2 separate regions of the Mus musculus genome follow, and region 1 is linked to region 2. The links are chromatin contacts, called in public Micro-C maps. All regions are on one chromosome and are shown on one strand. The core of a region is the stretch at or near the end of the contact, and the rest is flanking DNA. Distances in the headings are between cores, read along the strand shown. Region 1 overlaps Slc8a1 (solute carrier family 8 (sodium/calcium exchanger), member 1). Region 2 has its middle 94 kb from the start of Gm33944.

Evidence for each region. Hi-C and Micro-C count contacts between places; a contact is called where the count stands out from the background.
Region 1: a Micro-C map of the AtT-20 cell line shows a contact between it and region 2, with 5 times the contacts expected there. The contact joins two enhancer-like sites. A contact is called at or near these places in 3 of 484 Hi-C or Micro-C datasets (the AtT-20 cell line, cerebral cortex and myocytes), 1 of 115 datasets of contacts at active chromatin or transcription factors (bone marrow-derived dendritic cells) and 1 of 9 other capture datasets (embryonic stem cells).

What each region holds. Positions count from the first base shown.
Region 1 is chr17:81,423,924-81,431,172 of GRCm38.p6, forward strand. Slc8a1 (solute carrier family 8 (sodium/calcium exchanger), member 1) reads right to left here. Exons shown (of 11, transcript NM_011406.3): 9 at 4,259-4,358. Among named protein-coding and RNA genes, the nearest start is that of Gm33944, 140 kb to the left of the region's middle. Within about 2 kb of position 5,833, at least 13 of the 459 cell types and tissues checked have an H3K27ac peak or open chromatin away from gene starts, as enhancers often do. A contact at or near this core is called in the AtT-20 cell line, where this site is marked.
Region 2 is chr17:81,187,545-81,194,594 of GRCm38.p6, forward strand. No RefSeq gene overlaps it. Among named protein-coding and RNA genes, the nearest start is that of Gm33944, 94 kb to the right of the region's middle. Within about 2 kb of position 3,002, at least 4 of the 459 cell types and tissues checked have an H3K27ac peak or open chromatin away from gene starts, as enhancers often do. A contact at or near this core is called in the AtT-20 cell line, where this site is marked.

The sequences.
Region 1 (7,249 bases), core at 4,583-7,082, 240 kb after region 2:
AGGCCTCAGGCACTGGCAGTGAGGTCATACTTCACAATGGAGATAGCTGCCTAGCTGACCTGCACTTCAACACTCTTTCCCAGTTCACTTTTTAAACGAGTCACATTCTTTTCTGAACTTCAGTATTTATATATATATATATATATATATATATATATATATATATATATATATATATAAATGTCATGTTCAGTACTCTCATGAAATCTAAAGTCCAACCAATATGTTTCCAGCCACCTAGCATTGTAGCGTTAGGTTGAACTACCTACACGTGTACAATTTTTGCTATCTTTTATTTTAGAATCTTAAATATATATTGGTCACGTCCCAGATAAGCAGTTTTGGTACCCAAATTTATAGCTGGTCCGTGGAAATGTGCATTGTCTTAACTAAGACTGTGGTGAGTTCATAACCTCATTTAACATATGAGGGAACCGACATGGGGTGTGACTAACGACCTGCCATGTCACCCAGGGCAGAGTCACAAACGCCATCTGTTTGCCATGCTGGCCTCACTGCCACCTCCTCCTTCTTTAGCGAGAGGCTGAGATGACAAGGACAACCTGAAGGCTGTATAATAGCATGCTCATCCTGATGGTCTTCCCCTGGCTTAGGTTTTGCCCCGTACACTGTTTTTGCTACTTCCCCTATATTTGATTGACATTTGGTTCTTATGGTTCCTGCCCCTCCCACCCCCCAGCTGCTGCTTTGGTGGAGACAGAAGGAAGGAGGAAGGACTGGGGGGAAACTCAAGTTGGATAGGTAGCAAGTGCTAGCTGCATTGAGTATTGCATGCATGGACACATCTTAAAGGCACCTGGTGGCACTGGGCTTGCCTTGAAATATTTTGACAGCTGTTTTAACTGTCGCACACAACTGACTCTGGTATTCGACCTAGGAAGCCGCAGGAGGAGAATTACTGGAACATGACTGTTTAATCCCTTCCTAATCGCTGAAGTCTCTTAAATCCTCCAGCTCTTCAAATACTCAACTGGCAGAACTTGGTGAGCAGACACATTGCCACAGGAAGCCCAGGTACTGGGCTGTGCAGCTCAGGCAAAGTGCGGAATAGCATTACTGGCTAGTTCCTTTAAATCGAGTTTTGATAGAGTTAATAAAAAAAAAGAGAGAGAGAAGCCAAATCCCATTTACAAAATTATTACTTTTGTTTAGTAAAACACATAGATTCAATTTTGCACAGAAAATTGCTTGGGAGAAACGGTCTCAGCAGAATCCTTCAAAGACAATTTAATATTTTTAATAAGGAAAATCTTTCTGATTCTCAACTATTTAGCCATGAAATCTTAAAAAAAATCCAATGAAAGCCTGCCTTCAATAAATGCTGCTTTACAAATTTTATTGTCTGTTTAACAACCTGAGAATATTAACATCCCTTAGGCACTTAAACTCAGTCATAACCCGAAACATTGCACTTTGAAAACTGTCTTTCATGTAATTTAATGTAATTTACTGACTATAAACTGTGTGTTTATTTTTCAGATATTCTGGATTTAAAAATTGTAAGTAAGGTCAATTAACCTAGGAAATGGAAAGTTTCTAAGCATTGTCTGTCTCTAAGCAGTCATTTAGAAATACACACACACACACACACACACACACACACACACACTACACATGAGCACATATACACATACAAACCAATAATACTTGAGAAGCTTTATGCATTATTAATTAACTATTTTTCAAATGATTTGGAGCTGGGTGAACTGTCGGACATCTGCAACATACTTGGAAGGACTCAGAGCTTCAGATTACAGAGTACATTCAAGGCTAGCGTGGACAAGTTATTGAGACACTGCCTCAAAATTGAAACAAATAAGACAATGGCTATAACTCCCTGGTAGAGAGCTTCCCCAGCATATGTGAGACCCTGTGTGCAGTCTTTAGTACGACAAAGAGGGCTGGAGTCAAGACTGGTTATGAAATGATGCCAGCAGAGTATCAGGAGACGTGACAGGGCTAGCCTGTCCAGGAAGCAGGCAAGGGGCAATTTTTCTTATGCTGAAACTTCTTTGTCCCTTAAGGACAGTCAGTAGTACACAGAGTCCTTTTCAGCAGATCACAGCTCCAGATAAAGGCTGGGAAGATGGATCGGGTATAAAATGCTGAGCAGGCAAGTGGGATTCTCTGGGTTCATTACACAGTATCCACGTAAGACTCTGGGAATGTTAGTGTGTGCACAGAAGCAAGACTGTGTTTGCTAAGCAGATAGTCCGGATGATTCAATGAGCTTCAGGCTCAGTGAGAGACCCAGTTTCCAAAACTAAGGTGGAGGGTGATTAGGAAAGACATTAGATGTAGATCTTTGGCCTTCAATTGTGCGTGTGTATGTGTACACATCGCCACATGCATAAGAACACACACACACACACACACACACACACACACACACACACACACACAGGCACTGCCATACTTGTACTCTCTCCCACACAGTCTCACACACAATCAGACTATCTTCCACAGCCAAGCTGTTTCTCAGAAACTACCAGGTTATTGCATCTCTATAGTATAGGCAACAACTGAAAATACTGCCCAGGGATCTGAAAGGATTTCTTCAGTATCTGCCATCCCAGTTCTAGCTCACTGACTGAGGGAGTCATCAGCATCTTGTTTCTCTGTATGCCAGAGCATCAAACACAAGACTTTGGCCTTGTTGGTAGCATAACCCTTTTCACTGTTAAAACAGTCAGCCATGTCATTAACTCTGAGCAGTTTCGGACAGTGACTCAAACACGTGAGGGGACCAATGAGAAACGGTTCTGTTGCGATGAAAGCAAATCTGCTCTCAGGTGGTCTACTGATGGAACCATGTTGGTCATCAAGGTGTATCCTTCCTCAGCCTCAGTGTTCTCCGTCTCAAGCTAGCAATCAGACGCATGTGAACTGTCTGACGCACTTGCTCTCTGCTATACTAGAATATTAAGTGTCTATACGAGAATTTGTACAGGGGCTGTCTATGCTATTCTCCCTAAAAAGGCAGTGCACAGCCTTTACAACAAGTGCTTATCCATCCCTAAGCAACCAAAGAAGACCTGGCATCTGTTGGAAATGTCTCACTACAGGGCTATATTGTCTTTCATGCTACAGTCTGAAGGAGGCAAAGCCCCACGACAATTTTCTAATACTTCCTACACGAGTTTCATCAGTGTTCTTATCAGCTCAGTTCTTCTGTGCAAAGGGAGGTACGCTCCTGTCTCAGATGCTAATCTTATATGTATAGAAAAACATAAACCCTTAGGGGTGTTTCCCTCTCTTTATATGAAAGCTGACGCGTAAATTTTAAATCCACCTTCCTAAGCAAGTATTGGCTGTTTAGTGCTCATAAGTTCCCGTTGATACTTGACTGCAAGAAACCACAGCGTGGTGGTATCCAGCACTAATAATAAACAGCTATGCTTTTTCTTTTTCAACCATTCTCTGTTCCCAGAGCACTTGGGAGATCCGTCCAAGTGTTCTGCGGCAGATTGGAAGGAGGAGGCGGCGGCTGCAGCACAAGCTATGGCCTGATTGCTAGTGATGCTGTTACCATATTTTACAGCTTGGGAATCACTCGCTGCTCAGAAACCCCTAGCTTTGTTGACTGGCTGCAGTGAGATGTGCCTGTGGGAATTTGGGAGCAAGAGCAGTGTAAGCATAGTAAAAGATCTGACCAAAAGAAGACAAAAATGTCAGGCAGTGTTGCTTCCTTCCAGTGTCTGTGACTCACTCTGTCCCTACGCACACCGAGAGTGGACAAGGCTTGACAGCACAGGGAGTGTACCCTTTCTTTATTTCATGTCCTTTCTAGGACTATTTTGTAGGATATTCTTAGAGAAAACCTTGCACTTTCCTTGTGCAGGGAAAAAGTCACAGTGTGCTTTGGTGTGCACCTTGGAGTCTGTGCCGTGGAAGCGCTTATACAATGATTGCACAGTGCTGGTGAAGACATCGAAATGCCTTGCTTTTCTTCCCATGCTTAGATACCTTTTGACCTTTACTTAGCCAATGTGTGCTGCCTCGGGGATCCAGACAAAACCCCACAACTGGTTAAACAGTGAATTAAGACACCAATGGGTTTAAATTCACCTGTCTACCCCCCACCCCCACCCCCAGAGAATGGTAAATGGATACAGACAACAATTATGCCGTTTTCTCTTAATTTTGCCATGTGCTGCTTTGCTGATGGCAGAACAAGCAAACTTAGCCCGAAACTGGCCATTCCACCTCCCAGGGTACAGAACCAAGCACTACTCACCAGCGCTGACAGTGATGGCTTCGATAAACTGCTCTCTCCAGCTGTTGGTCCCCACCACAAGGGCCAGGTTCGTCTTCTTAATGAGTTTGTCCACAGTGCTCTGAAAGGGGCAAAGGGATAAGAGTATAACTTCTGAGATTGTGAGGGCCTCAGGAAATCTAAAACCTTGTTTCAAAGTCCCAGGATTCTATAAGGGCTACCAGATGTCAGGCTCAATAGAAAAGTATGCACATTAAATATTGTTATGACTATGTAAACAGTTGTCCTTAGAAACATCCTGAAATAGAAACTTCAAGCAGCCTTTGCTGCCCTAAAGGCCAACCAGGAGCAGCTACAATGTTTCCCTAGCCACTGCTTCAAACGCCCACCTGTGTTCCTCAACTGCCCTGTGAACTTGATTCTCCCTGGCTTGTCTGTCCTTGCTGTCTGCAAACGAATCATTACTGGCCCTGTTCAACACTAACTGTGAATATCTAGAAGTAACGGATCTGAACCTGAAGATGTATTGCTGTATTGTTTGTCAGTGACATATAGCCAGGAGGCACGGTTTCAAGGTTTGCTGTATGATCATTAATAAATAGATAATTTTGGGTGGGGGTAGTGTTAAGGTGGTGGTGCAGAGGGACCACTGTGTTTTTCAGCTTGTTAATATTATCAGACAATTCTATTCTCACACTACTGCTGTTACATCAGGAGCATACTAGACAAGCAAAAGTCAACATTTGTGGCTTAGGGCACACTGCTTATAACCCTGCATCACATTTTTATCCTTTAATAGCACAGAGGTACATGCCCTTATTTTACTTTAGAACTTATTAGGTCATTAGTTTTGTGGAATTAGAACTCTCCAACTTTCTAAATTTGGTTAATAAAACAGCAGGCAGGACTTGCCAAGCGGTCACGAGAAAACTAAATAAGCCATACAAGTCAAAGCGCTACCACAAATCATGGCAACTACAGGGAGAAGGGGCATTTCTAGGACACTAAGGCTACTCTTCTCAGAGAAACTACTGCACCAACTAGTCTACCAAACATCCACACTTACTGTCAGAGCATCCTCGAATTCCCACTAATTGCAGAGGCAGAAAACACATATTATTTGCCTTAGGTAAGTATTTGTACATGTTCAGTACAGGATAGCAAACTATGATTTGAGAGAGATAACGTTATTGACTAAGCAGAAGTCAAGAGAATGTTGTCTGAGGGGTTGGATGTGAAGCCAGAGCCGATTTATAATAGTATGCGTGTTAGTTCAGAATGAGTCACTGGAACTGACTTGAGACATGGAGAGGAAAACAAACATGAAAGGAGTCATCTCCAGCTAGCACGCTCTATATCTGCAACATGATTCTTGGTGGCTTGTATGTCCTAAGGGCGGTGACCGCTCAGCTTGTCTCGTATCCAGAACTGCTGGTGCCCTGATAACAGCTCTAAGAGTCCCTGCTCTTGGGCACAATAAATTGAAGCCCACGACAGGCATCTGTCTTTTCTCTCTTGACTCAGCCACATCTCATCCAGTACTCTAAGCATCTCAACTAATGCCAGTTCAAAGTGCTGTGCGGAATGTAAGAAGAAATGACCTCAGCTTTTCTTACACGTAGTGGAAACTCTCCACAAGGGAGAGAACGCACTGTACTCCAGCCAGGGCAGAGAACCCCACCATCCAGGAGATTAGCGTTCCAGTGTCATCACTCAGCATCTGAACACACACTTCCCCGTGAAATGTCTGCTCATGATCAAACTTTTAGGAGAAACTCAACTTAACCTTTATTGATGTGGAAAAACTCAGACATATCTTAAAATGTAATACATTTTAACCAGACTGGCAGAAGCAAATTTTCTTCCTCCAGTGGCTAAAGTTGTACTTATGGGTACAACTCTATGGGAGAAAAGGGAGGGAATCAGGATTAATTGAAGTTTAGACAATTCTCTCTATGTTCATCTGGCACATTCTTAAACTGCCAGTGACCTGGTATTATGAGACCCTCACCCAGGACAGAGGGATTTAGTAGAGTCACAGTCTTAGCATGGCAGGCTAGAACTCATGGGGGCAGGGTGGTATGTGGAGTCTATCTAGCCCATGCTATTCTAGAGCTTTGAACAAGTTCTCAAGTTACATTCTAGAAAAACAATTCTTAAGTGAAGAAAGTCAATGTTGATATTAATTTACTTGAAAAGTATACCCCCAAGATGCCCTTTAGGTCTTAATTGTAATGACCATGTTCATAAACTTGAAGAAGAAACTCAAAGTTATTTTAGAAAGTTTTTTTTTTCTAAAAACCCAGACAAATGAAGTTATAGAAAGAAACTAGGGACCAGGGAGACTTCTGGCCCAAGACTTTTTAAAAAATTAATTAATTAATTAATTTTTTTGACCTAGAAGAGTTACCTAGACCAGTATATTCTAAAGTAGTTACTTTAATTACTCTTTCTGTGGTCACTGCATGGGAAGACAAGGCTGGGCATCCTATGAAGGGGAGAGTATACATTGTCTATAAAAAGTTTGGGAGTGAATTAGCTTCAGGAAAAGCAATCTCTATTGTGGCAAATGACACTGAACCCTTGAATTCCCTTAGTGAAAGACAGTTGCAGGAGGAACAGTGAAAATGGACACACATGGACACAGAGTAGCAGAGTGGGCCATAGAGATGGACAGGCTATAGGATCATGTGAACCTGTGCATGTTCTCTTTATGTCTTCAAAGAGCCAGGCTCAAGGTTAGGCCCCAATGGGCTCTGACAGTGCAATGCTCAGGCTTTGTTTCCCTCTTTACCCTTCCTCTAAGCAAGGGAGTGAAAGCAAAAGCATGATAGACAGATACATAGATAGAAGACAGACAGACAGACAGATAGACGATGGATAGATGATAGATGATAGACCAATAGACAGATAAATAGATGATGGATAGACAGATAAATAGATAGATAATAGAGAGACAGACAGACAGACAGACAGACAGATAGACGATGGATAGATGATAGATGATAGACC
Region 2 (7,050 bases), core at 1,752-4,251:
AAAACTACAACCAAAACCAAAGCCACAGCCACAACCACAACCAAAACCAAAGCCACAACCAAAATCAAAACCACAACCAAAACTACAACCAAAACCACAACCAACACCACAACCAAAACTACAACTAAAACTACAACCAAAAACCACAACCACAACCAAAACCACAACCAAAACTACAACCAAAACCACAACCACAACCAAAACCACAACCACAACCACAACCACAACCAAAACCCAAAAACATCCCCCAAATACCACTGAGTTCATTTTGTGTTGGTCTTCTACTGCTCTGCTTGGGGCCCACCTTACGCACACTTTGTATACCCAGGGAGACTTCACTGGAGAAAATTAATCTTCCCTCACGAATAGTTATCAAATGGGGCTGTCTATCACTTCTTACAGTTTCACTGGTGGCTGCATTACAGCCTGCCCTTTCATTCACCACTCACTTGTAAGGGTCGTTGACATTGTTGTGTCAGATGCACATAGATTCCTTCCTGGCTGCCCTGTGTCCATCTTTCCTCAGGACAGTTATTATTTCCTGTACCCTGAGACTCTTCCTTTGCATATACTATTCCTTTATGTATCTCAGTGCTGTCTTGATCGCCATGAGTGAGCTTACTTCATGCTCTTTTGGCTGTTAGGATTGCTGATGTCATTCTGATGTTTTTGCCTGTCTAAATGAGTTAACCAGTTCCTTCTACAGGTTTTAATACTGTCTCTTTGTTTTGTATTTTTGACATTTTAACTACAGTGTGTCATAGAAAGTTTCTTCTCTGGTCGTGTCTACTCTGTAATGGCTTCTGGGTTTGATGTCTGTCCCTTTCTCTACATTGGAACTTTCTGCTGTAATGACATTGAGTAGATAGATCATCTGTATCTTTATTGTTTATTCCAGCTCTTCCTTCTATCCTGTAGAGGATGGTTGGTTGGTGGTGCTCAGCTTGGTTTCATGAGCATCTCTCAGAGGTTTTGGATTCACTGTGCAGCATCACGGTCCATAAAACAGAAAAAAGACAAAACTAACAGAGAATGTGCTATTTAGTGAAAAGTTAGCAAATGGATGAGCTGAAGAAAGGATCCACATGGAGGGGTGAACCAGAGGAGAGGCCAAAGTGAAATAAAAGAAGGAGATAAAAACGTTCCACAGTTGATGGAGAAGTAAGAAGTAAAAAAAAAAAAAAAAAAAAAAAAAAAGGGGGTAAAAAGAAGTCCCAATAATGTAGATGTTTAAAATAAAGTTAGATGACTGTAAAAAGGGGAATAAATAAATATCTTATAAAAAAAACAAACAAAAAAGGCAATGCTGAAATACTGTCAAAAGTATGGCAAAGAGGGCATAGGTCAAAAAAGTGAGGAGGGGGGAGGGAGGCACCTGAAAAGAAGAAAAAGGTTGTCCAACCCTGACAAAGATACATAAACCAAGTTAAATGGATGACTGTATGGGAATGACAAGTGAGATCGTTATTATAAATATAATAAAGTGGAATACTGGTAAAAGTGCACCCTGGGCTGGAAGGAGCAAGGAAGTCATGGCCACACTGAGGTCAGTCCAGGCAGAGCACTCGATTCGGCACTGTCTGACTTTCTCTTGCCAGACTCCACTTCTCCTGTTCCTGATAGCCCCTGTCCTGATCTTTCCCTCCCTCCATCCTGTTGCAGAAATTATTTTAATCCCAGACTGTGGTTTCTACCCCACCTTTGGTTTTTGAGTTCCTGGATAAACAACAACAACCACACACACACACACACACACACACACACACACACACACACACAGACACACACACACACACACAGACACACACACACACACACACACACACACACACACACACACACACCAGCCTTTATACTTTTAATAAACCTTACACAGCACCAGAGCTGGGCAGCTGCCTACCCTCCATGCTGTTAGAATCTGCTTTCCTATGATAACCCCGAGTTGTTACTTACTACTTCCTATGAATGTTCCATCTGGGCTGCACTTAGCTCTATTTTGGCAGCATCAGGGCCATGCTCTCTTGAGGTTTAACTCATGGCCGCTTCTCCTTCCTCCTCCTGTATCTTCTTCTTCTCCTTCCACCGACCCCAAGCCCAGGAAAACTAAACCTAACCTATGTCTCTTCTGCCCAGCTATTGGTTGTTGGCATTGTTATTTACCAATCAGAATTAACTTGGGGGCATAGAAGCTATGTGCAGACTCCAGATCTTGGGGCCTGCACTTAGCACTACAATAGACAGTAAAAGGCAAAACCTCACCAGAGTGATAAAATGGGATTTCCTTTTTTACTGACCCACCTCCTTTTGCAGATTGCTGGTCTCATCAAACTGGCAACCAGACTTGTTTGTGAGTCTGTGGACTTCTCCTAATCATCTGTCTTTTACATTGTTTACAGTTTTGACTTGGCATCTGATTTCTCTCACTCTGTCCTGAAATTACAGGGCTGGGCTATGGAAGGCTCCTAACACAACACCCACTCCCTCTCCCCCCCCCCCCAAGTAGAGCACTAGAGATCCCCACAGTTCCAGAGCTCTCTGCAGGGTCAGAGCATCTACTGCAAAGCTGAGTGTGGCCAGCAGAGGCTGCTGGTGTGCACTGGAGGATGGAAACCAAAATGAAGGCAGCTCTCTAGGACAGACGTTATAAAGCCCAGGCAAGCGAAGAGTTTGCAAGGTCACCTACATGTCTCCTATCTAGAGGCAGGAAGTACCCAGTATTAGAGGGCCTATAAAGAAGTTACTCTAACACAAATGTTCTCAACCTGTGGATCACGACTCCTCTCACAGGGTCACGTATCAGATATCCTGCATATCAGCTGTTTATGTTATGATTCATAAGAGTAGCAAAATTACAGTTATGATATAGCAACAAAAGTAATGTTATGGTTGGGGGTCCCTCCAACATGAGGAGCTGTAGTGAAGGTCACAGCACCTGTAAGGTTGAGACCCGCTGCTCTAACACTTCATTCGGGCTTTGTTGATTATTTTCCCTCCCTTTCTTCTACTACCCATGCCTCCCCTGGGATTGCCCCACCCATGCCGCCCCGCCCCATCGCTCCACCCCCCATCACTCCACCCACGCTTCCTGCGGGATCCTCCCATTTTCTTTTCACTACACTTAGCAGTTTTTTTTACTGTATCGTTTATTTTAGAAGTTATGCTTGTAGTTATCCCCCACCCCGAATCCATCTGTCTAATTTAGTTCACACGCTTCTCACCTGTGTATTTCTGAAGCCTTTCTCTTGTTTCTTTTCAGAATAAATCTATATTTCCTTCTTCCAAGACTTTCACCGGATTGCAAGTAGGGGCAGCTTCTAGCCCACCCCCTAAACCTGTATCCATAATGGCTTATCTAAATTTAATAAAATCCCAAGCTAATCAAACATGTCCTGTGTGCAGCCCACAGCGCGCAGAGAAAAGCAGTGCCCAGGCGCTGCCTGCTGTATTATTTAATTCCCAGACTTGGCTGCACACTAGAAATGCCCTCAGCAGTTGAAAAATGCCAGGACACACCTGAAACCAGTGAAGTCAGCTTCCCCAAAGGCTGAATCCATATTACCAACCTTTAAAAACACTTTCTTAGGTGACTAACAGGCAGCCAAGTTTGAGCCTCCTTGCATGAAATGACCTATGCCGAGATGGGTGGGTAAAGCAACTAAAGGTTTTGTGGTTGGGGCTTGAAGACGATTCTTTGACTTTTTAGGGGTCGCCTCCTTCCTTCTTAATGCAGCATTTCTTAGCTCTCCTAACTCTGCGACCCGTTAATACAGTTCCTTATTGTGCAGTGACCCCCAGCCGTATAATTATATCATTGTAACTTCACGATTATAATTTGGCTACTGTTATAGATTGTAATATAAATATCTGCCACGCAGGTATCTGCTCTGTGATCCCAAAGGGGGTCATGACCCACAGGTTGAGAATCACTGGTCTAAACCTTTATAATGATGTTAAGGATGGCAAGGATGTGTGGTAAAAATGATGTGAAACAAACCACGGAATATTCCAGCGCATTGCCTGGATGGCTGATAGAGCCCATGAGCGCTTGAGTCTCTTGCGCATGCCCGGTACAGATGTTTGCTGCCTTCCAGAAGCCTCGAAGCTTCCGTTCCCTCGTAGAAGCGGCAAGTGCTGAGAGGCCCAATAGAATCTTTCAAATCATTATTCAGTTTTTAAAGATGATGCACAGGACTCATATTTCTGTGAGAAACTGACAATATGTAACGACAGAATCAATAAGTTATGTATCCTGGGGGTAGCCCAGGATACGTAGCCAACACACACAGGCACACAGTTATTTGATACTTTGGTTCATATTAGAGTCTTGGAAGTGACCACGTACGTTTTATACATTATACATGGTTAAAAGTGTCTCCATCGACGCTCTTTCCCTCTTACAGCATTTCTTTCACAGGGGTAGGCGGCAAGGTTGTATGAGTCAGCTTTTTTTTGTTTGTTTGTTTTGTTTTGTTTTGTTTTTGGAGACAGGGTTTCTCTGTGTAGCCCTGGCTGTCCTGGAACTCACTTTGTAGACCAGGCTGGCCTCGAACTCAGAAATCCACCTGCCTCTGCCTCCCGAGTGCTGGGATTAAAAGCCTGCGCCACCACGCCTGGCGTGAGTCAGCTTTTTACACGAATGTTTAATGGAGGTGAGCAATTGCTTGCAGCTGCACATATTGAAGAGGTTTATTTCTCTTCTGGTAGGGGACAAGATGATTTGCCAACTGCATTGGTTGCTCCCATGTTCTTGAGGATGAGTTGGTCCCACTGCACTGCATGGATGCTTCCTTCCCTCTCTGCTTCCTTTGGGCTTTCTTCCTCACAGGGCATCCTAGAGGGGCTAGGCACTCAGATTTAGTATCTTCAGAAGGGCTTTACCCATGTGAGCATAGGAAGCCAGCAGAACTGGGCTTTGGCATGAAGATAAACACGATCGCTTTCCTAGGAACAAAGACGGCAAGTCCAACTGAACAACAGAACATCTCTCGGGAAGTAATAGGCATAGTTCGAGAGTACAGGTGTTGGTCTAATGAATGCTTGGATTCATCACTGGGATTCTGATAGGATACTTAGCCAACCTATTCATATTTGATTGAAAATTTCTAAAGAACAAACAAACAAGTCTCCCTTGCCCCCAACCTAGTTCCATTGTTGTCTGGGAGGCAAAACAAACTTATGTCTCAGAATGTAGCAGTGACATGAATGTTCTAGAAAGATGGTAGGAGAGGAATTGATTCTGCTAGTGCCGATAGAATCATGAGTAGGTAGGTTGTTTTCTCCTAAGACTGGAGTTTCAAAGGTTGGGCTGTGCCTGCACAGAGGGCTTGGGTACTTAGGGAGCTGTGTGGGGAGCAGGCCAATGCTGTGGGGGATATACAACGCAATCCCTCAGCTTTGTGATGCCTTTGTTTCCTGTTCTAGAAACATGACGGGAAAATACCCATCTCATACACATTGAAAGCAACACACACTCCCTGGTATATAACAGAAATAGGATCAGGGCCTCAGAAAGTGATATAACTGAGTGTATAATATGTTTTGTATGAACTATTTCTGTTATTAGGTGTAAATTTGAAGCATTTAATTCATACCCAAGAAAGTCAATGGAAGATAAAATGTCATTTGAAAAATATGAAAAATGTGAATTTTGGCAGCCTTCTCTTGCACATTTTATTTGTTACAACAACAACAACAACAACAACAACAACAAAACAACAGCAACAATGACAACAGGGATATTTTCGTAAAGTTGCTTTTGATGAGAATGCTAAATCACCAACCAAAGAGTACACATGGAGGGACCCATGGCTCCAGCTGCATATGTAGCAGAAGATGGCCTTGTTGGACATCAATGGGAGGACTGGCCCTTGGTCCTGAGAAGGCTCGATGCCCCAGTGTAGGGGAATGCCAGGAAGTGGGTGGGTTGGTGAGCAGGGGAAGGGGGGATGGAATAGGGGGGTTTTGGAGGGCAAACCAGGAAAGGGGATAACATTTGAAATGAAAATATATAATAATAAAAATATATTTTAAAAAAGAGACTAGAACACTTGGACAGCTGGTATTTGTATGGCCACTAGAGGGCAGCGTTGGCATTGGAATAAGGGATGATTCCGCATCTTCAGTCTGAGAACCAAGCTTCCTCTGAAATGCAGACTATTGCAGAATTATGATATATACAATGACTTGATGCAGTGGCTTTGCATTACAGGAGATACTACGCGATCGGAATTGGACCCTTCTGTGTTACCGGCAACATGCATTTTGAAGGGAATCCTTCAGTCCTGGTGGCTGGCATTGTGGGATGGGTATTTCAGGCTCCAGATCCACTGGCACTTGAGGGATTAGAAAGGATTTTTTCCTTTTCACTTCACCAATTTCACTTTCCATTGCAAACTGCAGGAATCTGAAGTTTTCCAGTGCAAACACCTTTCCTTTATCTTCACACAGGTTAGCTTTTCACTCGTCATGTTTCCGGGGCACTGCCGCAGAGGTTATTCTTGTTATCTTTGTTTGATGCTGTGGGGTAGCTGGGGATGCTGTCCTCATGGCCTTTAATATATACAGTAACATAAAGTCCTCATGTGGTTTTAATCACTTTCTTGCTTTGCTGGTGGAGCTGGGGCTGAGTTGCACCTGCAACCACTCAACTGACCGAGTCCAGGATGAGCTACATGTGTGGTTTCCCTTCCGGACTCTTCAATCTCCAGGCTGCTTCTAGCACTGCCCCGCCCAGACCTTCAGACTAGAACAGTATCCAGGAAACGATATTGAAAAGCATACCAAGAAAGAATATTTTCGTTTAAATTTTTATGCGCGATATCTTGTGAAGAATGTCACTTTATTTTTAAACTTGAGATTGGTTTCTCAAAATCAAAGCTTGACAGGAAGCTGCAAGAGATGCTGAGGAGGAAGTCCACGGATCCTCTACCCAGCTCATTACAGGAGCAACATCTTGTACAACCGCAGTACCATACCTTGACAGGAATGTTGCTATTCCTGTTTCTCTCCCAGTACTACATCCTTCTGGTACTGTAATAATTTTGAAATCAG